Regions from separate parts of the Mus musculus genome. Here regions 2, 3 and 4 are each linked to region 1. Evidence: chromatin contacts called from public HiChIP or PLAC-seq data. All regions are on one chromosome and are shown on one strand. The core of a region is the stretch at or near the end of the contact, and the rest is flanking DNA. Distances in the headings are between cores, read along the strand shown. Region 1 overlaps Ebf1 (early B cell factor 1). Region 2 has its middle 200 kb from the start of Gm22284. Region 3 has its middle 210 kb from the start of Gm12159. Region 4 overlaps Ebf1 (early B cell factor 1).

Evidence for each region. HiChIP or PLAC-seq counts read pairs in DNA pulled down with a chosen protein or histone mark.
Region 2: a RAD21 HiChIP or PLAC-seq map of pro-B cells shows a contact between it and region 1, with 7 times the contacts expected there. The contact joins two enhancer-like sites. A contact is called at or near these places in 2 of 15 datasets of contacts at CTCF or cohesin (large pre-B cells and pro-B cells), 3 of 484 Hi-C or Micro-C datasets (the C10 cell line, large pre-B cells and pre-B cells) and 1 of 115 datasets of contacts at active chromatin or transcription factors (large pre-B cells).
Region 3: a RAD21 HiChIP or PLAC-seq map of pro-B cells shows a contact between it and region 1, with 7 times the contacts expected there. The contact joins two enhancer-like sites. A contact is called at or near these places in 2 of 15 datasets of contacts at CTCF or cohesin (large pre-B cells and pro-B cells), 3 of 484 Hi-C or Micro-C datasets (large pre-B cells, pre-B cells and uterus) and 1 of 115 datasets of contacts at active chromatin or transcription factors (large pre-B cells).
Region 4: a RAD21 HiChIP or PLAC-seq map of pro-B cells shows a contact between it and region 1, with 4 times the contacts expected there. The contact joins two enhancer-like sites. A contact is called at or near these places in 1 of 15 datasets of contacts at CTCF or cohesin (pro-B cells), 3 of 484 Hi-C or Micro-C datasets (embryonic stem cells and uterus), 5 of 115 datasets of contacts at active chromatin or transcription factors (embryonic basal ganglia, embryonic limb bud and embryonic stem cells) and 1 of 9 other capture datasets (embryonic stem cells).

What each region holds. Positions count from the first base shown.
Region 1 is chr11:45,005,835-45,011,224 of GRCm38.p6, forward strand. Ebf1 (early B cell factor 1) reads left to right here. Exons shown (of 16, transcript NM_007897.3): 16 at 1-2,262. Among named protein-coding and RNA genes, the nearest start is that of Gm51859, 80 kb to the right of the region's middle. Within about 2 kb of position 2,462, at least 28 of the 459 cell types and tissues checked have an H3K27ac peak or open chromatin away from gene starts, as enhancers often do. A contact at or near this core is called in pre-B cells and pro-B cells, where this site is marked.
Region 2 is chr11:45,439,415-45,444,804 of GRCm38.p6, forward strand. No RefSeq gene overlaps it. Among named protein-coding and RNA genes, the nearest start is that of Gm22284, 200 kb to the right of the region's middle. Within about 2 kb of position 2,792, at least 13 of the 459 cell types and tissues checked have an H3K27ac peak or open chromatin away from gene starts, as enhancers often do. A contact at or near this core is called in pro-B cells, where this site is marked.
Region 3 is chr11:45,321,136-45,326,525 of GRCm38.p6, forward strand. No RefSeq gene overlaps it. Among named protein-coding and RNA genes, the nearest start is that of Gm12159, 210 kb to the left of the region's middle. Within about 2 kb of position 2,721, at least 14 of the 459 cell types and tissues checked have an H3K27ac peak or open chromatin away from gene starts, as enhancers often do. A contact at or near this core is called in pre-B cells and pro-B cells, where this site is marked.
Region 4 is chr11:44,704,289-44,709,678 of GRCm38.p6, forward strand. All of the region lies in intron 6 of Ebf1 (early B cell factor 1), which reads left to right. Among named protein-coding and RNA genes, the nearest start is that of Ebf1, 89 kb to the left of the region's middle. Within about 2 kb of position 3,198, at least 54 of the 459 cell types and tissues checked have an H3K27ac peak or open chromatin away from gene starts, as enhancers often do. A contact at or near this core is called in pro-B cells, where this site is marked.

The sequences.
Region 1 (5,390 bases), core at 1,212-3,711:
AGTAGGTGTGCTGTTCCGGGCTCCCAAATCACACGGGTCTATACCCGCAAGACTCCGCAAGGTCCCAAATCACACAGGGGTCTGTATCCGCAAGACTCCGCAAGGTTGGAAAGTTCTATATTCAGTCAACAGGTAAAGTGCTTTGGAGTTCAGTGTGAAAGGAAACTGGGAGAGAGGAAGGGAAGGTTGAGGCTTCAAACTCAGCTTTCTATGGGAAATTTTGCTTTCAACTGGGAAGTGTTCTTAAAGAATCCATAGCAAAGATTCAGCCAGCAAGGCTCTGAGGGGGCGTGTTCCTGCTGACCTCTGCCCTTCTGTTTCTGTATGTAGTTATAAATACTGTAGATTTCTTTTGTGATTTTTTTTTTGCCAAAGTTGTTTTATTTATACATTTTAATGTCTTAAGATTTTCGATCTCACACACGCAAAGAATTATACTGCATATTTTGCAAAGAAATAAAAAGCGCACTACCTTTAGCTTGCACATACTTGCAAAGTTAATTCAAAGGCTTTCTGTTTGTTTGTTTTAATGGGGATTTTGTAAAATATCCATATAAATAATGTATTTATCTTTGGAATTTGTACATTGCTTTTCTCTCCTTCCTCCCATCCCCCACCCCTAGTTTATTTTGTGTGTGTGTTTGCTTTGTGAACAGTGCGCAAGTATAGTTTGGTCACTTATAGTTGTATTAGCTGTTTCAATGTGATTTTTAAACAATTCATTTATAGGTATTTTTAGTATTGTTTTAAACCATGCTTCATTTTTTTATTTCCACCCAAAAGCCATTGTCTATTTTTGTATTATTTGTAAGTTAAGAAGTTTTTTCCAATATATGGCAAAAAAATAGTAGCATATTATTCTTGTAGTATTTAGTTCTGTAGATTTAAAAATAATGTACCCTTTGCTTTGGAAGCATACAAAAACGCTGTTTTACTCTAGTAATATGCATGGAATCTCTCCCTTTGGAGTGACGCATTTTGTGCATTAAATTTGGGGGAGAAACTTCATAGAGATCAATGAACATACTTTCTTTCTTAAGTCTGCTTGTATATTCTCTGTCTTTCACATAAATATAAACCAGCAGATTGGATGCCTTAACAATGCAAATCATATCCATTTCACCTGTACATTGTACTGTGCACCCCCCCCAACTGTCAGCCATCACTAACATTCTAAGAAAAAAAAAAAAGAAAAAGAAGAAAAAAAAAGAGAGAAATCGAAAAGCACAAAAGAACTGTTTTGTTACTTTAAGACAATGTTACTTTTTCTAGTAGAGCAAGAGAACATTAACAAAGCTGCGACTGTGCATGCCCGGATGGATTTCAACGGTTTTCACTAGACTGTCAGAGTGCGGATTTTTATGGGTTGGGGAGGGGAGGGGAGGGAAGTTGGGGGGGTTGGTAGGGGAGGGGAGGGAGGAAAGCTGATTTTTCATGGTGAGAAATAATAATAATGACAACTGATGATAATAATAATAATAATAAAAATAAAAAGAAACTGGAAAAAAATATAAGCAAGGTTTAGCATTGCTTCTCCGTACTCAGAAAGGTTGTCTGAATTCGTGTGGTAAGCGCTGGCCTCAAGATGTCTAACGTCTAAAGCCATATTTTGTCTGGTGAGCCAGACAACTGTCTGCAAAGGAACGAGCAGCAAGCCGGTGAGGTGTCCGGCTCAGACCCTGACAAAAGACGCCACCAATCTGTTAGCCACGTGCTGTGACGTGATGAGAACTTTACTGGAAAGCCCAAAGAGCCTTTAAAAAGAAAATGTGTATCAATTGTGTTTTGTTACTTCTGTTTGATTAGCCGATGGAGAAGTAGTTTGGTTTTAGGAACCACTTTCTTCTACACAAAATCTTGTTTTTAAGTCCCTTTAAGATATAGCCCCCTAAATACAGAATATGGCTTTTAAAAAGAAGATGGAGTAGAGAATTCAATTCAGATTTCCGTTTTGGGGGAAGAGCCCTGCCTCTGGATGACTGGATATGTCCACGCCATGCCCGGCCTCACAATGTAGGATGCAGCTCCATGAACTCATTCTGCAAATCTTTCACCTTCTTTTCAAACGTTTTCAATAGACACACACTGTACAATCCAATTGTTAGAGCACTCAACTACTGTAGAGATTGTTATATTTCATTCTTTTTTATTTCTTTCTTTCTTTTCTTTTCTTCTCCTTTTTTTTTTTCAAAAATTCAAACTGTAAAAAACTTTTCAACGTTCACGATATTTAATTAAAGTTACTTCCTGTCTGTGATAGCAGCTCCTAGTGGCGTGTTCATTTCTCTATGGCAGAAGAGAAGAGCAACACTCAATGGACTGCAAAAGGCCCGGGTTTGCTATTATTCGGGCCAGTGTTAACACCCAGAGAGAATTAGCCTAGGCCTGGGGCACCCACTTCCTTTCTTTGTAGGTCCCACCGGGATCTGCTAATTTGGAATGCAAATTGAACACGCACAGCGTACTGCTGCCCTCTGCTGGCATGAGCCAGGTGTGCACGTGCTGGCCCACATTGGTGGCAAGAGCCCCCAGTCCTATTGTCAGTGAACAGTGAGATTCCCCCCATGATAGGGGCTGAATTGGGAATCCAGGAACTGGTCATTCTAGAACACCATCCTCTGCCCTGGAAGGCTGAGCTAAACTCTTCCTATGCAACTGCTAATTAATCCCAGTGTGCCTCCTGGTCAATTAATTATGTGCCCTGGCTTGCTGATGAGACGTGTGACTAGAGAACATATATATATATATATATATATATATATATATATATATATATATATATATATATGTATATATATATATGTATATATATATATATATAAACTTTGTGTGGATAATAGTTTTTTTTTTCTTTTTCCTGGTTGACAAAACCACATCTGTCTGGAATTGAAAGTTACAGGCACTCAGTCGTTGTGCAAACTTCATAGGTCCACAGAAGATATACACACATCTGGGACCGGGTCATTTAAGGATACATCTTTCCATTGTACGTTCCATGTCTTCACTAATTTTGCAATGACTGGACACGATGAGGTTAATGGCGCTTACAAAATGCCTCGACCAACAGAAACTCCATGGCCAGACCTAAGAGGGTGTCCCATAACCACCAGCACATTCATTTGTGGGAGGCACTGCTATGGCACTACCCTGAAATACAGCCCAAGGTAAGGTCATGAAAGGCCACCCCATGTAAGCCAGAACATACAGAAGCTGCTGTCCTGTCTCCATGGAGACTCCTACCTGATCAGCTTGGCCATCCCCTATTTTTTCAATTCTGTATCAGTTGCAGAGGAGAAACACTGAGCAAAAGGTTCAGGATGACTTCAGGATGCATGTGGTGCCAGACAAGACAACCCGCTTCCACGTCATCCATGTCTATGATGCTTAAACTGCAAGAGGCAGACATATGCCAGAGCTCCACAGAATAAAAACAGATAACCACACTCTGAATTGGCTTAGAACTCCGTAAGGCCTACCTCTTGACAGCATTCATTCATTCATTCATTCATTCACTCATTCATTCATTTGTTCCCTTAAACCTCAAGCATTTGGCATGCCTATGACCCTTGATGAGGAGTAGTGGACCCATTCGTAAGAACACTGGCATTGTTCCCACTCTTGGCGCTTACAATAGAAAAATTGACATAAACCCACAACACACATAACATCTAACGAGGGTATTGAGGTCCGAGTCAAGAATGCTTTGAAGGTATAACATCGTGAGGTCTGACATAATCTAAGGACTTTCTGGAAAAGTCTTCTAGAGAAAGTAGTAGTTGAGCTGAGGCAGAAAGAGTGAGCAGCCGAGGCAGAATGGCTGACAGTGTGATGACTGAACTTGAAGTAAGATGAAGGGCACCCAAGAGCAGAGAGACTGTGTGAGTGGAGTGCACAGATGCCCACAGTGACTTTGTGGGGCACAACGACTCCAATTCACAGCATATTCTGGGCACCTAGCATGGGTTTGGTGTGTTAGATGCTAAGGAGCCAATCAGCTGAGGTGCCTTCACGCAGAGCCTCTGACAAACTCACAAACTCACGGTCCCTGAATGTTCACAAAGGCGGTGGTGTATTTAAATCTGGCAAAATTCCTTGGGGTTAAGCTGACAGGCAGAGAGAAGGAGAGACAGAGAGACACACATAGATAGACAGAGAGAGACAGAAAGAATTTATCCATGAGAGAGAAAAGGAGGGAGGGATGGGAGAAGGGAGGGAGTGAAGGGGAGGCAGGGGCTGGATACAGCCACCAGCAATCACATGCTGCATCTGAAGTGAACATATGGCCAGAGTTGCTCCAGACAATTTGCCCTCACCAGAATGTATGGTCTTCACATCCTTTGGTCACTTTAGGACTTGGTAGATTTCTTTTCTCCAGCATTTGGAGTTGATGATGTTTCACTTTATAAATGTTGAAATCCAATTTAGAAGCAATGATTCAAAACCATAAGTGTTAGTGGCTTGAGAGATGGCTTAGTACTTACGAGTACTGGCTGCTCTTGTAGAGGACCCAGATTAAGTTCCTAGCACTTACATGATGGATCATAATCGTATTTAACACGGATTCAGTTCCCTCTTCTGGCCTCCTCTTGCACTGCACATAAGCATATGGGGTGTCCATATATACATGCAAGTGATACTCATAAACCATATATATATCTACATTCTTGTCCCTTTAAAGTGTCATTTTGGGATTTCTGGCAAAAAGTCCAAGTTACTGAAGGTGTCACTTGAGCAGTCCTTATGGTATAATAGCCAACTATGATCAATACCTTGAGACTTCACTATGAGATAAACCAAGGATTGAAATTACCGGCCATAGGGGTTTGGGAAAGTGGGATCAGGTTCTTGTGGAACCCTGCTGGCTGCAGGCATCAGAGGCTGCTCAAGACACAAACCCACACTAAAAAACCTACCATGATTCCTCTTGCTTCACAGAAGACCCATCACAGATGAATTCATTTTTACATAAAATCTCAAAGAAATGAGTTCTTTTCCGCATGCCATGTTCAAAATCTCAAAATGATCACCTCCACCCTCTTTCACACGATCAATTGTTCATTCCTCAATATATTACATTCTAATCAGCCCCCAAGTTCACCCTATTGCAGGGGGAAACCTAAGCTTATTTGAACTCATTTTGCTTCTGATCTTGACCTGCCAGAGACCTTCTGCTCCATCTCAGGCAGACCTCTCTCCATGTCTCTCTGTCATCTATGGTCTCCCATCTCTGCTCTACTTATATTTTCTTGTTGTTTATGTCACAGCACACATTTATTATCCTCATAAACAGTGGGGAGACTTCCATATTGCATACACGGACCTTAGAGATGTCCTGTAGAGGGGGCAGAGGGAAACTGAGGAACACCTGGAGGTTATTGTAGTGGTCCTCT
Region 2 (5,390 bases), core at 1,542-4,041, 430 kb after region 1:
TCACAATTCCCCCCAAGGGATTTGGGAACAATTACCCCATCTAGCTGGGGTTTTTTTTCTCCCTTATTTATATTTAAGTATTGAGGCCCACAACTGAGACTTCTCAATCTTGAACTAAAACTTCCATAACCCCGACCCCAAGTGAATGTTTTTCTTTGAAACTTGGGTGTCTCAGGGATATAGTTATAGTGAGGGAAAGAGGACATAATAACTGGACTTACCTGAAGGCATTTCTCAATTTTTCCTTGTCTCCATTAGTCATGTATAGAATGGGAATGATATTATTTATCACACTATATAAAGCAGATTGGATTTGGAGAAGTGAGACACATAGAAAACTAGGAATTGTTATGGATTCCATCTTCCTGGCTAGAAATTGATGGCTAGTGAATTGATGCTATTCTATCTTCCTCTGTACCAAAAGATGTTCTTCACAAAGCATGCCATTTAGACCTTTGTGTGATAGGTGTGCTCCTGTTCCCAGTGACATCTGCACTCATACATGCCTTCTCACCCAAGAACTGTAACCAAGCTAAGGAACCCTAGGTCCAATTAATTACATAATGAGGAAATAAAAGTGGAGACAGGATACGCCAAGTTTCTGCGTCAATGGAGAATGTAGGAAATTCAGGAGGCAGAAGGAAATCAGGGCATTTAAAGCACAGAAATCCAGAAGGTTGTGGAAGGAGCTAGAGGCACGGCCAAGGTTTCCCAGGCCTTGAAGGCCATGATTAAGAGTTTTAACTTAATCCAGTGGGATGACTAAATGCCATAAGATGTTTATCCAGAGAAAGAATATGCTTAAATTTCATTTTAAATAAATAATGCTGTATGTGATATATAGATAACAGATTTAGAGGCCTGCATCAGCAGATGTAGCTGCACCAGGCTGTTTCTACTACAGTGGCCCAGACTGAGAGAGCCATAACATAGATGAAGGGATAACAAAGAGAAATGAGGATTTGATAAACCATTCAGAAGGTCAAAGTCATGGCCCTGGCATGAAACTTACACCAGGATAAAGCAGTATCAACAAAGATGCCATGAATCACAGGGTCTAGTTTAAAAATATAAGAGTAGTTCCAGGGAGATGGCTCAGTGGGCAAATGGGCAAACCTGACAACCCGAAGTCCTCAGTGGAATGTCTGTAAAAGAGCTGCATGTGGTAGCGTATGTCCAACATCCCAAAATGGATACAGAAGATGCAAGGCTGAGAGAGGAGAAGTACCAGGATGCTCACAGGCCAGCCAGCCTGGAGTGTGCAGTGGCAAAAATAACAAGAGAAATAGTACTTCAAAAACAAGGTGCAGAGGTGAGAATCAACTCCCCAAAGTTGTTCTCAGCCTGCCACACACACACACACACACACACACACACACACACACACACACACACACACACATACACACATACACACACACACACACATACACACACACACACACACACACATACACACACACACACACACACACACACACACACACATGCCCACACTTGAATTTGAAGAAAATAGGACCCCAAGAGATTAATTTTATCTAAACCTATATTATAATGATTGGGTTTATAAATATGTACATGTGTAAGAAAGGGGGTGAAGGGTTTTGTGTGACCACTGTTCACACACATGCAAACAAATTGTCATATCTCTAAGAGTAGAAACCTGCATGCAGTGCATTCCTGTGGCCTGACACTCATACTCTGCCACTTATTTTTCTAAGCTACACAGAGCATGTGTAACCCTCTATATACTTTCTTTTATCTGTCCAGTGTGTGGCCACCTCGTTTTTATTGTAATTCTGGCTTTCATTTAATTTATTAGTCCATGGCCTATGTACACATATTTTAATAATTTTGAAAGCCTCTTGTCGTCATTGAAGCTTGCCTAAGGAAAGCCTGAGATAATCAGTATTTCAGATTTTACTGCACTGCTGTCCCCTCCCCCACCACATGCCCACACTCATATAGGTTTTGCTTTTTTTTTAAAAAAAAAAAAAGGAGAGATTTAACAGCCATAAGGCACTTTTAAAAATAACATTCACATCTGGGCTGACCACCTGTTTGCCAAAATTTAGCTTGATGTTAATTAAAACAGGCATGTTATAAAGCTCAGGAAATGGCAGCTGACCCCTAACCATGAATGTAGTGCTATAATAATATGTAGTAAAAATAAGACATTTGGGGCTGTTGTCCAAACCACTCATGCATTAAAATTCTCACCACTGTATACTCCCTTGCAGGAGGACGTGCAAATCAACTGCAAAAGTGGTTGAACCAAAATAATAATGATAATGATAATTCTAGGGAAAAGAGCTATTCGTTCATTTCACAGGCAGTTTCAAAGGCCCATCCTAAGCAAGCATTGTGGTCCACCCAGTGAGGAAGACTCCAGACAGAGAATGGAAGACTGATTAGCATCTCTTGTCCAGACAGTGGTGCTGTCAACATCACTGATATTTACTGATGAACAGTTTGCTGTGTGTGTGGAGCAATGTGAAACATTGGTTTGCATGACTTCACTCCATCGTTCCTTCAGTTCTGCAAGGATCAGGAGCTCTGCTGAGATCCATGTAACAGACAAGGCAAAGAACGTATCTAAGAGCCAGTTCACTGCCCTGCGTGGTTCAGTGGCCGAGACTTGAATGCCGACTATCTGGGTGTGTCATTGAGGTTCTACATGAATGACCAGAATGTCTGGTCCTTCCCCCCACTTGGTCCCTGCTCTGTTTGAGAACTCAGGCCATGCTGTTTAGAACCAGCCGTGGAGATTTTGCTAGGTTTGGTACCGCCTCCCAGCCTACCCCTACCCGTGTTACTTTCTTCCCCTGTGGCCCCAGAGAGTCTCCCTCCTCTGCTCACTTTCCTATCAGCCTCACTTGTTTGAAACTACTCTTAATTGCCTTTGACAAGCTGACATTTGACAGCTCTGTCTTTGTTCTGCTTTTCATAGGATCCAGTTCTTTGCCCTTACCTCTGAATCGCAAGTCGCAAGTATTCCCTTTTCTCCTTGTTCTTCAAATGTTTCCTTTTATAAACTGGGGGGAACTGGAATTTCCCTGAATATTTTCTCCTTTATTCATCTCTGGATCCATCCTTGCATTTTAGGGCATGTATATGTGGGGTGCAGTTAACATAGTTAATATGTATTATACCCTCACAGAACATTAGGCTGCATATGCACGGCCTTAAAAGAAAGCCTTCAACTGGGCCCATCAACATTTCCTCATGTGGAGGGGGAGCCTCATAAGGCCCCACCCCTCAATGAGGTAAAATCTGTGTTGGCATGTATTTTAAATTATAAATGATTACATAAATTGTAAGTGCTTGGCTTATTGTACAAACTGTGTTGCCAAAAGTGCCCAATTGGTATGGCTAAGTTCAAACTACAACACTTAGTTAACGCATAAAATCACCATATTTGCTTTTAATATGTGTAGCTTCTTTAAGAAATAGAAAACAAGACCCTCTGAAATGCAATTGTGTTGTAGCTCCTGAAAGCCATTGTACTTGATGAGCAAGAGTCACAGACGCTGCTAGATACCCAATATATGAGGTCCAGCACATTCTATGCCAAAGGGCTTAGGGGGTTTGTCTATGCCCCCAGCAGACTGGTGTGGAATTAAAATGCCCAAAGATGTGCCCCCCTTCTATACTTACTATGTGAAATTGGATGGGCCCTTATACCCGATTCTGCCTTGGTTAAATATAGCTTTGGTAAAAAATAATAATAATAATAATAAGTTCTCACTTTATGAGCTTCTCACTAAACAATGATGAAATTGAGTGAGATTCTACACATACAAACTTAACCTAGCAAGAAGTCAATGAATGACACTGACTACTAACACCAATTCCTTAGTGTTGTCATTGTTTTATAAAGGTGTGTGTGTGTGTGTGTGTGTGTGTGTGTGTGTGTGTGTGAATGCGCGCGAGTGCGTGAGTGCATGTGTGCGTGTTTTAAAGAGGGAGACAGAGTTTTATATGCCACATGTGTGCACGTGCTGCAGAGGCTAAAAGAGGACATTAGATTCCCAGGAACCTGAGTTATAGGTGATTGTGAGCTACCTCATGTGAGGGACACTAAACCTGTGTCCTCTGCAAGAGCAGTAAGTGTTCTTAACCTTTGGCGGACCTCTCCAGCCCGACCACTGGTTTTCAGACAGTTTTTTTTTTCTCCACAGCTACTAATCACAATTGTTACAAAAGTCCATCTGAGGAGCGATCCAAGTAACCCTCCCTCTTCAACAGCATCGGTAACAGCAGCCTCTCTTCAGCAACCACTCCAGCAAACACCATCCTGTTTCAACTGTCCTTTGCCCCTTTATAGAGTCTTCTCTTTGCCTGGAAATGTTGATTGGTTCTCCTGTGAACTGGGTCTCATCGAATCCAAATTGCTCTCCAGTTTTTCAGATTAAAAATGAGTACCTCTGCAAAGTCTACCCTGACTATCCAAGACAGACAAACATTCCTTGTACCAGTTTTAGAGATTACACTCCCAAATAGACTGAGAAGAAAATGGGGATGCTATTTTAGCTTCTTATGCCTCTACTGTACTCTCAACACCAGGTGTAACGGCTCATGCATCACAGGGTCCTATTTAGGAGGCTTTAACACCAAAGAATAGAAACTTTAGCCCCCCCCCCCAATTACTTAAATATTAAGCAAATATATGGCCAAATACAACTTGATTCACAAAGGCAGAGTAGGTCTTGGGGCTCAGTTGCGGGTTCAGCATCCACGTGAAGAAGAGACCAGTTCCCATCACCTCTCCATTGTCATCCTTAGCTGCTCTTATCTTTAAGCTAGAGACTCTAGCCACAAGTGGGCCGCTACAGCACCAACTCTCTCACCCGGCAGTAGCAACAACAAAGAGTGAAGAAACTGTCTGTCTCTGCTATGCTTTCTTCAGAAGCCTAGAAACCTTTCCCAGAAGCCCCATCAGACTTCTGATTCTCCATTTCCCAGGATTATGGTTTTATGCTCATTCTCAAACCAGTCATTCACAAGGGAAATGAGATTACCACAATTACGTCAGGCTAGGGATCAGCAAACATTCTCTGTAAGGGGCCAGATAATAAATATCTAAGGCACGGCAGACCAGACTGTCGCCACTGCATAGCTCACTGTGTCCGTGCAGGGTAAAAGCACTCAAAGACTGTATGTAAATGAATGGTGTAGTTGTGTCCCAATAAAACTATTCATGGATTCCAAAATTTGAATTTCATACAATATTCGCATCTCATCAACTGTTCTTCCTCTGAATGCTTTCCAACACTTAAAATTTGTTAAAGCCATCCTTAACTCAAGAGACTATACAAATATAGGCAATAAAATTGATTTGGCCCAAAGGCTACTGTTTGTTGACCCCTGGTTAATAATATCTGTGGCCA
Region 3 (5,390 bases), core at 1,471-3,970, 320 kb after region 1:
GAAGAAAGCATTCACTTCTCCATAAACATGGGCTGTGTAGAATTAGTCTTGCACAGATAAGTAACGTCTTAGATTTCTTCTCTAATGATTTTTCTCTTATTATTTTTTAAATTTTGAAGTTATTTTTTTCTTCTTACTGAGAATGTATAGGATGTACATGTAGTATGTGTGTGGGGGTTTGTTCATGTGTGTGTTTGTATGTGTGCAGGTGTACATGTGTCATGGAACATATATAGAGATCAGAGGTGGTGTTATTGTAACAGCATCCTCCCTTCCCCAGGCACAGTACAAGTTCAAGTGCAGTACAATACTACCACTGTACATATTGTTAGAGAAGTTAGTAGTAGCTTATGCTTAAGTAAATATTTAGGCAGACCATAGGGATCAATGATTCCCTATGATTCTGTAGATTTTATTCCTAGGCTCAAAATCATACCAAGTCCTAGACCAGCATCTGGAATATCTTGTAAGCTAGTAGTCAACACTCACACTATGTATCTGTCATGACTTTGAAAACTCTTAAGCCCCATTATGTACTCAACACATGTATGTACTTTGCTATACACATGTTCACCTCTGCACACACATGAACACACACTATGGAAGCAAACCCACAGAATGCATTCCTAGATGAGTTGAGCTCTGTAATTTTCCCTGATGGATACAGAACAAATAAAACAAAGGATGTGTTCATCATCTGCCTTGCTAAGAGCATAGTTCACTGTCATTCCCTCTGACAGCATAAATGGGAGAGATTTACCCGGAACCACTTGCATGGCCTTCTGATAATCTAATTCTAAAACTGGCTAAGCTGGGACACTGAACCCTGTGATATACATCTGCAAACCCATGGTTTCCGAGACTGAAAAATAGGATTGTAAGATAGAAGGCAGCCTGAAATACAGACAAAGATACTACCTTGGGGGGAAACAAAGAAAGAATGAACTGGTTTATACAGTAAAGTTTTTCTAGTCTGCCCTTCACATCTCTTTCTCTTTGAGGTTGAGGTAATCTTTCCTTTGGGCCCAGTTCTCTTGCTGAGGCCTTGGCTTGCCTCGGCTGAATAATCACCATGATTTTGAAGTTGAGAATCCCCATTTCCCTATCCTCTGGGTTCATCTCAGATCAAATTTTTGCTTGCTAGTTGGAGAAATAACTGGAGAGAAACTGAGCGGGCCCAGTACCAATGCCTTTAATCTTCTCGGAGGGAGGCACACCACTCTGACCTGCTGATTCGTACAGTGTGTGTTACACTCAAATTACTCAAGAATTCCCTTGCTGGCCTTTTGTCGATAGTCCTTTTTTGCAAGGTCTTCATTACTTTCTAATTGACCAAATTTATTTTCTTCATCTCTCTCATTAAGGACGGGTTTAGAAGTAACCTCGATTGTGCAGACTTCCTAATGGCTTACTTCCTCTATGATTGCCCTCATTTTTAAAGAGGACTCTCCAGTCTACCCTAAGCCTATACCTTACAATCCAGCGATCCATCTACCTATTTAAGGGCAATGGGAGTCTAGAAAGTCTGCAGTAACTGATTGTATATTGTTATGTCCTTGGGTATGATATGGTTATACCTGCCAACACTGGTCACACACACACACACACACACACAATAGCACTATGTAGAGCTTTCATGATGGTTAGTTCAGCAGGAACTCAGTTTCAATGTATCCTGAGCATCTTTCCCAAATGTAAACTTCTGCGTTCATCTTTTGTCTTTCTTGATTAGTGAAGCCAAAACTCTAATGAGACAAGAAAATCTTCTTATTGCTACAATGGGTTGGTGTAGAATAAACTATATCCCACAGAGACCTGGATGTTCTGGCCCTTACCAGTGCAAATTCCTGCTGAAGATTCAATAGAACTACAAAGTGACACTACCCAGAATACCTGAAGTGTAGATCTTCTCCCTTCTCTCTTCCTCCATCTGTTCTCCTCCCCTGCCTCTATCTATCTCTATCCTTGTCTCTCTTTCTATATGTGTGTATGTGCATTCATGTATATGTGTGTATGTGCATTTGTGTGTGTGTGTATGTATGTATCTGTGGTTTGTTCTCTTGAAACCAGAAGATCCAAAGCAGATAGCAGCACATGGATACATACAGAGAAAGGACAGAGACAGACAGAGAGAGGCAGGGGAGAAGAAGGGATGAAGGGAGGGAGAAAGGGGAAGATCTATACTTCAGATATTCCAGGCAGTGTAACTTTGTAATCTTCTGCTTTTTAAATCCCATATACCATGAAAGTTGAGTTGCTCAAATTCTGGATCTCTCTCTCTCTCTCTCTCTCTCTCTCTCTCTCTGTCTCTCTCTCTCTCTGTCTCTTTCTCTGTCTCTGTCTCTCTGTCTCTGTCTCTCTGTCTCTGTTTCTCTCTCTCTCTCTCTCTCTCCCTCTCTCTCTCTCTCTCTCTCTCCCAGGTATTTACTGCAGGAATCTCAAGATCTTCCTTTCATAAAATGAGTCATAACTACCCAGCCTGCTCCACCAGACTTAAAATGCTAAGCACTGTGAAGAAAGAAAGATCCCCTCGCCATAGCTCTCTCATGGGGACCTCAGGATCTAATGCAAATAAATGTCTTGTCCCATTTGGGCTTGTGTCATGATAGCTTCTCTGACTAGACACGCCTTACATGTGCACGCCTTACATGTTCTTCCCCGACATTAAAGCTAGTGGCTTTAAAGTTAATGCCTATTTCTGTATCAGCCTTGGAGACGTTGCCCACACCTGGTTGACTCTTTTAACTGTCTACTTGGCAGGCCGGCTTGGCCCAACAACCACAGTGAGGGTGGGGGTGATCTTCACAGAATAAAATCCTTTTCCTGTTTTTCCTGGCTTGGCCAGTCAAGCAGATTGAAAGAAGTTGCATGTGCTTTTAAAAAATGAAACCCTTCTTGGCACTTTGACAAGTGGTTTGATGAGATCTAACTAGTATTTACAGAACTTGAGTTTGACACAAATTGAGGGTTAAATTTTCTCTCATTTACTGGCACCATCGACTTTGCATTTATAGCCCATAGGACCTGAGAGAGCAATACTGACTGTCAGTCTGTCATTTCCCCATCTCCAGCTTGAGAGTCCAACTAGATGCTTCTCTTACTCAGTTCTTCACATCAAGAGCTTTGAGTCTTGTAGGATCCACATACTGCTTACCCTGCTCTGCTCTGCACTAGCGAGATGGCCTCTGGTTACCACCTCACTTTCCTTGTGCCTCAGCTCGTGACTCTGAAATAGGAACATTAGTGAACTAAGTGATAGGTAAGAAGTAGCAAGAATGATTCACAAAATACCACAGTGATCAATGGATGGTAAGGATGACTAATGAATGTTTCCAGGGGATTCTATGAATTGAGCACTGTGGAAGAACAGGGAATCAGGGCTCATACCTAAATCCCAGCATTCATGGAGCTGAGGCAGGAAGTTTACCACACATTCATAGTCAGCTCAGACTACATAGGAAGTTCCAGACCAGCCTGAACTACAGTTTGGGAGACTATCTCCAAAAATAATTGTATTGCTTTTTAGGTTTCTGCAGTAAAACACCCAACATAAAATTGGGGGTGTGTTTCAGTTCATAATTCTGAGGGAATCTGTTAATGACAGGAAGGCATGGGACAAGAGTATGTGGAAGACAGCCACACTGTGTTCAGTCATGAAGCAACAAGACACGAACACAGCTGCCCACTCCACTTTCTGTCCCCAGCCTGAGGGGACAATGCCTCTACATTTGGTTGGCCTCAGTAAAACTTTTGTGAAGAAACCTTCACAGACATACCCATGTGACTTTAATCCCAGTCAAGCTAACAATGAAAATTAACTATCATACTGTCCTATATGAAATTGCCATACTCAGAGACATTTATTATTATCCATATAGAATCCATAAACAAATCAGATATAGCTTTCTCATGAGTGAGCACACTTACAAGTACAAAAATTATCAAGGTAACAGCATACGATCAATTAACTTATATTCTAAATAAAACAATAAGACAAAACACAAATAGGTATGTGTATTGGGGAGTTTGTGAGAGGCCTATCAAGTGCTATGGAATAACTGAAGGACAGATTCCATGTCTGGGACTGGTAGCCCATGCCCCTACAAGAGAACTAGCCTACCTTAGAGACTCTATAAGGGAAGTAAATCACACATTCGGACAGGGACCTAGGGAAGGGGAATTTAGAAAGGGCTGCACTGATGGACTTAGTGCCCAGGGTTTCAAAGAGCTAAAGATGAGGTAAGAGTGACCTGGATTCTCAAAATTCTCATCAGGAGATACTCTAAAGAAAGCATGGTGATCATTCTGGATTATCTATCCAGGGTGAGTTTTCAGTTTTCTTTGTATTCTTTTTGGACTGAGTAGGTGTATAGACTCACTACCTCCTTTTTCTTCCTTGTGTTTTTGCTTCTGAGAAAGGTTCTATAACTCAGGCTAGCCCCAAACTCCATATACAGCTGAAGCTTGCCTGGAACTCTTAAAATTCCTGCCCAAGCCAGACAAATGCCAGGATTATAAATAGGCATATATGGCACTGCCCTTGTCTTTCACAATACAATGGTGAAGTGCCCCCAGAAAGTCTGCTTTGTAGAATTGAGAAAGGGAGAAGAGTTTCAGTGTAACTTCTGGAAATCATTTGTCCAAACCACATTAACAATACACACTGTGGTCACTTGGTCACTTATTGCTTCTATGGCTCTGAAGAACATAAGTAAACCAAAATGTACGGGGTTGGGAAAGCAGAGTTTGAAATATGTCTAATGTAGACATCATTTGGGGTCAGGTTGTTCATTTAAGTGTTAATATTTTAATTAGCTGGTTTTGTGTGTGTCTCTCGGTGTGTGTGTATGTGTGTGTGTGTGTGTGTGTGTGTGTGTGTGTGTGTGTGTGTGTGTGTGTGCTCATCCACATATATGCAGGTACCCTTGGATGCTAAAAGAGGGCCTCCAGATCTCCTGGATCTGGGGTTATACATGGTTAGGACCCTCCTGACATGGATGCTAAAAATCATACTCTGATGCTCTGTAAGAGCGATAAGCGCCCTTCACCAGGAAACCATCGCTCCAGCCTTCCAGCTACTAATTTCTGTGGACCTGAATCCTCTTAGTCATGCCACAAGGCAGGCATAGAAAGCAGATGCTCAGAGATTTTAAACAAATTGCCCAATGAAGGAGCTGGGCTTTGCATTCAGATCAATCATGCTCAAAAGATTGGGGACGATCAGTTCGCTGACATCTTAAAAACTCTGACACTTAGTTCTTCCTAGTAACGTGGCTCCTGTTTAAAGTACCACGGAGCATTTTGCTTATTTCTACAGCTGCACGTGCAGTCCTTCTTAACCTTACAACACTCAAGTTTTCAGAGCAATTTCCTTGAACAGCTCAGGTTTT
Region 4 (5,390 bases), core at 1,948-4,447, 300 kb before region 1:
CTTGTGTTCTCTTTCGAAGATGCTTCAAGCTCAGCTCTGAGATGAACCCCTGGAATGTCTAAGAGTGTCAGATGTAGATGTCAACTTTGAGTGCAGCCTGGATATTGGTGCTACACTGATTGATCTTGGAGATCAATCAGTAAAGCTATGGAATACTGTGGTAGTCAGCTGTGAGTTATGTTGTATGAGGAATAAAGTAGGTGAAGGTAACATTTATTGAGGAGCCATTACAGTGGAATCCTATTATTTGATTTATACCATACCTATAGGTGAGTTTTGATCGTTTTTTAAGGATTAAAAAAGTAGAACAGGATCATAATTTACTTTTTTTTAGATGAGTATAACCTATATGATCCTCTCTGGCTGCAAGTACGAGAACCTCCATTCTGTCTCAGAACCACAGAACAGTGGCCTGTAGAAGACAAACTGCACTGCTTTCATATAAATGAGGTTAGGAGGTCAGTCACCCACAGCAGAGGTAGAGCTGTACCAGGCTCCCTGTACCACAGTCTTCTGACATCGCTGTAAGGTAGCCTGTTCCTGCCACCAAGGATAGAACCATGGCCATCACTGCAGTATCCCTAGTGGCAGAATGGAGGAAGAAAGGCACAGGGGGGACCCCTTCCTTCCAATGACATTGGATACTGCAGACATCCACTATCCTCTTGTGTCTTTGGCTACCGTTTGATCATATGGTGACATTGTTTTAAGGGGGTCTGGAATATGCAGTTTTTATTTTGGGTGTCCAGATCAATATTGGCAATGTTATCACGTCAGGATAAAGAAGGAAACAGGCATCCGTGGTCAACAACAGACTTTGGTCACTGAGGTTGTCTTGGGAAGCCAGTTGGATCTTTCTATTTGTCCCAAACTACAAGAATTAAGTGAGAAGTAGTGTGGCTCTTTGGAAAGCATTTGGCATCATTCAAAGCACAGTAGCTATTTTAAATTGTAACATGACTAAGCCTTCCTTCTGTCTGTTAACTTTGTATACATGGTGACAGTCACTAGAGAAAACACCCCTTTGCTGCATCTTCTCATACATGTACCATTCCTGTTAAGCAATTCTCACGAATCCTGAGGCTTCTGCAGAACTCAAGTTTTCAGTCTGTTTCTGTGAGACTGAAGTGCTGAGATTCACTAACCATGAATCCCCAAAGACTGGGAGAAGAAATCATAAAAGATAATGTTTTACACTATGTGTTCAGAAAGCTGAGTGTTGATGCTATCACAGCTGAAGAGAATTTTAGAAGTCACTCTTTAAAAGGAGTGGGGATAAATGTGAATCTACCCACTCTGGGTCTAGCTATACATCCATCCAGATTGCCAATGGCCTGGGAGGCCCCCTTTCTTTTAACACGGAATGTTTTCATTCAGAGTCAATGCCTTTGATCACAAGGTGTGTGAACAACATACATAGGATAGAAAATGTTTCCTGCCTTTAGTGTAGGCTGGGTCTTGTAGTTACTGTAGGAGATGGGGCAGTAAGCTGAAATCCTTCATTGTCTTTTCAATGGTTACATCAATCTGGATTCAGCTTCATGTGCACATGGGACGCTGGCTCTGTCCCTCTGCTGCACCTCAGACATGACATTCAGGCCTTCCAATCTCACTCATGCCCTGGGCTCTTCTGGAGCTAGAGCTGTGTCTGGAGGGCCTTCCTTACCCATTACCTAGACCTCATGGTTCAAACCCACCCTACAGGAGGCCCTGTGAGTCCCTCTCTCCCTATAGTCACTCTCTGATGCTGGGCTGGGCTCCATCAGGGAGTGTTAATTAATAGAGTATTCATGTTGTGCTCCTTACATGTCTATCTAGTGTCTGTCTTCTTCCTTCAGCCTGGAAGCTTAGTGAGGACAGAAGTTATGCCCAGTTTGGTTCACATCCCTGCTCTCTAGATTTGCCTCAGTGTTTAATGAATATTTATAGGGTAAAATCTCTTTGAAAATTGATTTATTATCTATGTATTATTCTCTGGTAGCGTAGAGGTCTGTTTTAAAGTAAAAAAAAAGATTTATTTTTTATTATTTTGAATTACGTGTATGTATGACTATACGTGGGCACCTTTGGCAGCCAGCGGCATCAGGTCCCTCTGGATCTAGACTTCCAGAGGATTGAAGGGAACTCAGGTCTTCTGCAAGAACACTATCCACTCTCTGCTGAGCCATCTTTCCAGCCCTGACTTATTTTTAAGCTTATCAGTTGTTGAGGGTACCCAAGTGCTAGCTGGCTCTGTCACAAGGAAGTGCCACAGGGTGGACTACCTAAACCCCAGAAGTGTACTTCCTCACAGATCTGGGAGGCCAGAGTCAAGGTGTCAGCATGGCTGCCTTCCTCGGAGGACCTCCTTCTTGGTTAACTGACACCATCTTCTTCTTGTGTCTTTGCATTGTCTCTTTCTGCCGTGCTGGTATCTGCTGACCTATTCATATATTATGGACAACAGCCATTCTAGATAAGGGCTCTTCTAATGACCTTGGTTTATTTTAATTACTTCTTTAAACACACTATTGTAAATACATTCACACTTAGGGCTCTAGCAGTTAGAACTTCTATATATGAACTGAAGGGGCACAGGTCATAATTTAGCCTCTGAGTACAGAGAGCTGGAGTTCCTCAGATTGTAGGCCAGGCTGGCCTTGAACTCACAGAGCTCCATATGTTTCTGCCTCCTGAGTGCTGGGATTAAAGGCTTGTGTTACCATATCTGGCTCATTGTAAGCATTTTAAAAGCAGCAGCTAAAAGTGGCCCATCCTCTTCTGGACCAAGCAATGAAGTGCCAGTGGCTTTGAAATGACATAGCAAAAAAGGTGAAACATAGGTTCTGGTAGACCCATGAAGTCCAAATCAAAGAGCAAGATTTTGTGTGTGTGTGTGTGTGTGTGTGTGTGTGTGTGTGTGTGTGTGTGTGTGTGTGTGTGTATTCTGAACTACTGGTATCTTATCTGGTGAGACAGGCTTCTTTACAGGCAAATTTTTTCTTTTTCTTTTCTTTCCCTTTCTTTTCTTTCCTCTTCCTTTCTTTCTTTTTTCTTTTTCTTTTTTTTTTTTTGGGGGGGGGGTGACATTTGGAGTTAATATAAGGAAATACCCTTTGTATTGCTTGGTATTGAAAATGTCAGTAAACAAACCCAGCCTTCCAGAAGGGAGGTGGTGGTGGGGAGTTGGTAACAAAAGACATTGTTTCTGGATGCAGGAGGTAACAGGAGTGTACAGAACAAAGGTTGACTCAAAATAGGCTTTGTAGCAAACTCTTGGGTAACCTCCTTTCCCGTTATGTTCAAGTGGCCCTGCTCAAGATAACTCTCGTTATTTTAATTAGTCCACCACACTTACCAACACAAACACACTCTCAATTTCAGGGCTGACAGAGGGCTAGGAGTGTCCTTAAAGGATCAGAAAACAAGTTGGGCTGTTGAGGACTTCCGGCAGCGAGCTAACAAAAACACAGCAGCAGAGGATGTAACTCCAGGAGGCGTGGGACCCTCACAGCAGTGGGGACCCGCACAGCAGTGGGCATGAAAGCCTGCCTTTCCGTTTTTTTTTTTTTTTCAGAGGTTTAGCCCTCACATCTGGCAGACCTGTGACAATCAGCGTTAGACCATTTTAGAAATCAGATACCCTGGTTACCAGGAAGTTGATTTGCCTTCCACTTCCTTAAGAAAACACACATTAATATTTAAGCTGGGTTTTCATAAAAGAAGCGTTGTGTGCCTGAGATGTGAAATAAAGCCAGGGGGCTGGGAAAGCCCCTCCTCCCGAAGATAAAGCGACCCCCTCCCCATGTAATTCAAATCACCCTTCAGATGGGAAAAGGAGAGGAGTGGGCTCCCCCTCCCCCAAGGGCCTTGTGGAATTTCCTATCTACTGTTGTGTGGCATGTGCTATAATGTGTTAAGAGCTGGATTTTAAGTTAGGAATTCCTTCTTTGGGGAAAGAAGCTGGAGAGTCACAAAGGTTACCTTCGTAAAAGATTCCCTGAAACGGTGTCTTTCACCATTCTGGTTTTTTTGTTTGTTTGTTTGTTTTTGTTTTTGTGGGGTTTTTTGTTTTGTTTTGTTTGTTTTTTTGTTTGTTTGTTTACTTTTTTTCCAGGTAGAGCCATGTGGCGTCTATCCTTTGAGGACCAGGCTCAAGGTGCATCTGGCTAGCAAGGTCTGGTCTTTTGCATTTTCCTGCCCAGCCTTATTTCCACTTCCTATGGAGATGACATGGAGATAGCGCCGGATCAAACAGGTCCCACCATCCTGATAAGGCCACCTTAGATACTCCAGGTGATTTCGGTCTGCCTGTAAAGATTTAACGAAGACGAATACAAGTCTTAAAGAAAAAAAATTTTTTTCCCATAGATTGGTGTAAATGGTTTACTTTAAAAATAAACATTTTAAATCACTTTGATCTCAGCTGCTCGAAAGATACAAACTGGTCATTGCTCTGGGGGGAGTGTTTTCCAGGGTTTTAAACCAAGCATAAGCCATTTCCTCTTTGTACACAAGAAGATGAATAATGTCCCAGAACAGTAGGCACATGAAGAAGAAGCAACTGTGTCACTGAAAGCGAGTGGGATACTGCATTGGAGGGCATGGGAAGACCTGAAGTTGGGTTTGAGTTTGTGACTGAGATTTTATAATGGTTCAGGCCACTTTGTGTATTCAGATTTGAATCCTACCTACAACATTATTCTGTTCCTGTCTCTCTTCCTCTCTTCCATCTCTATATTATCTTCAAGACTATCACAAGGTTTCCTCACTTGAGTCCTTAAAGACTTGTCTTTGCAGAGCTTCAATCTTGCTTTCTGCTTGCTTGCTTGTTTGCTTGCTTGCTTGCTTCCTCCCTTCCTCCCTCCCTCCCTCCCTCCCTCCCTCCCTCCCTCCCTCCCTCCCTCCCTCCCTTTCTTCCTTTCTCTCTCCCCTCCCCCCCTCTTTTTTTTTTTTTTAAGATGAAGCTTTAAACTGGGCATGGTGGTAGACACATTTGATTCTCTCACTTAGGAGGCAGAGACAGGCAGATCTCTGTGAGTTCAAGGTGAAGGACAACATGGTCTACACAGCAATTTCTTTGCCAGCCAGGGGTACACAGTGAGATCTTGTTGCAGTAGAAGGAAACACTTTGTTCTGTTAGACAATTGTTGCCTGCTGTGCAGGCATTGTCATTTAAATACAATCCCAGGACATTTGGATTCCTTGGTGCTCAGAGTTGCCCTAGTTAAAGTAACATAAATTCAAGGGGAATAATTTTCAATATTGTTATAAAATAGCACCAGAAATTATTCAAAGGCAACATGATCTTGAAGGTTTTCTGCATGTTTTCTTTACATATGTGCCAGCTAAGTTAAAAACACGTATCCTCAAACTGTTCCTTTACATTTTCCCCCCTGGTTTTGTATGTG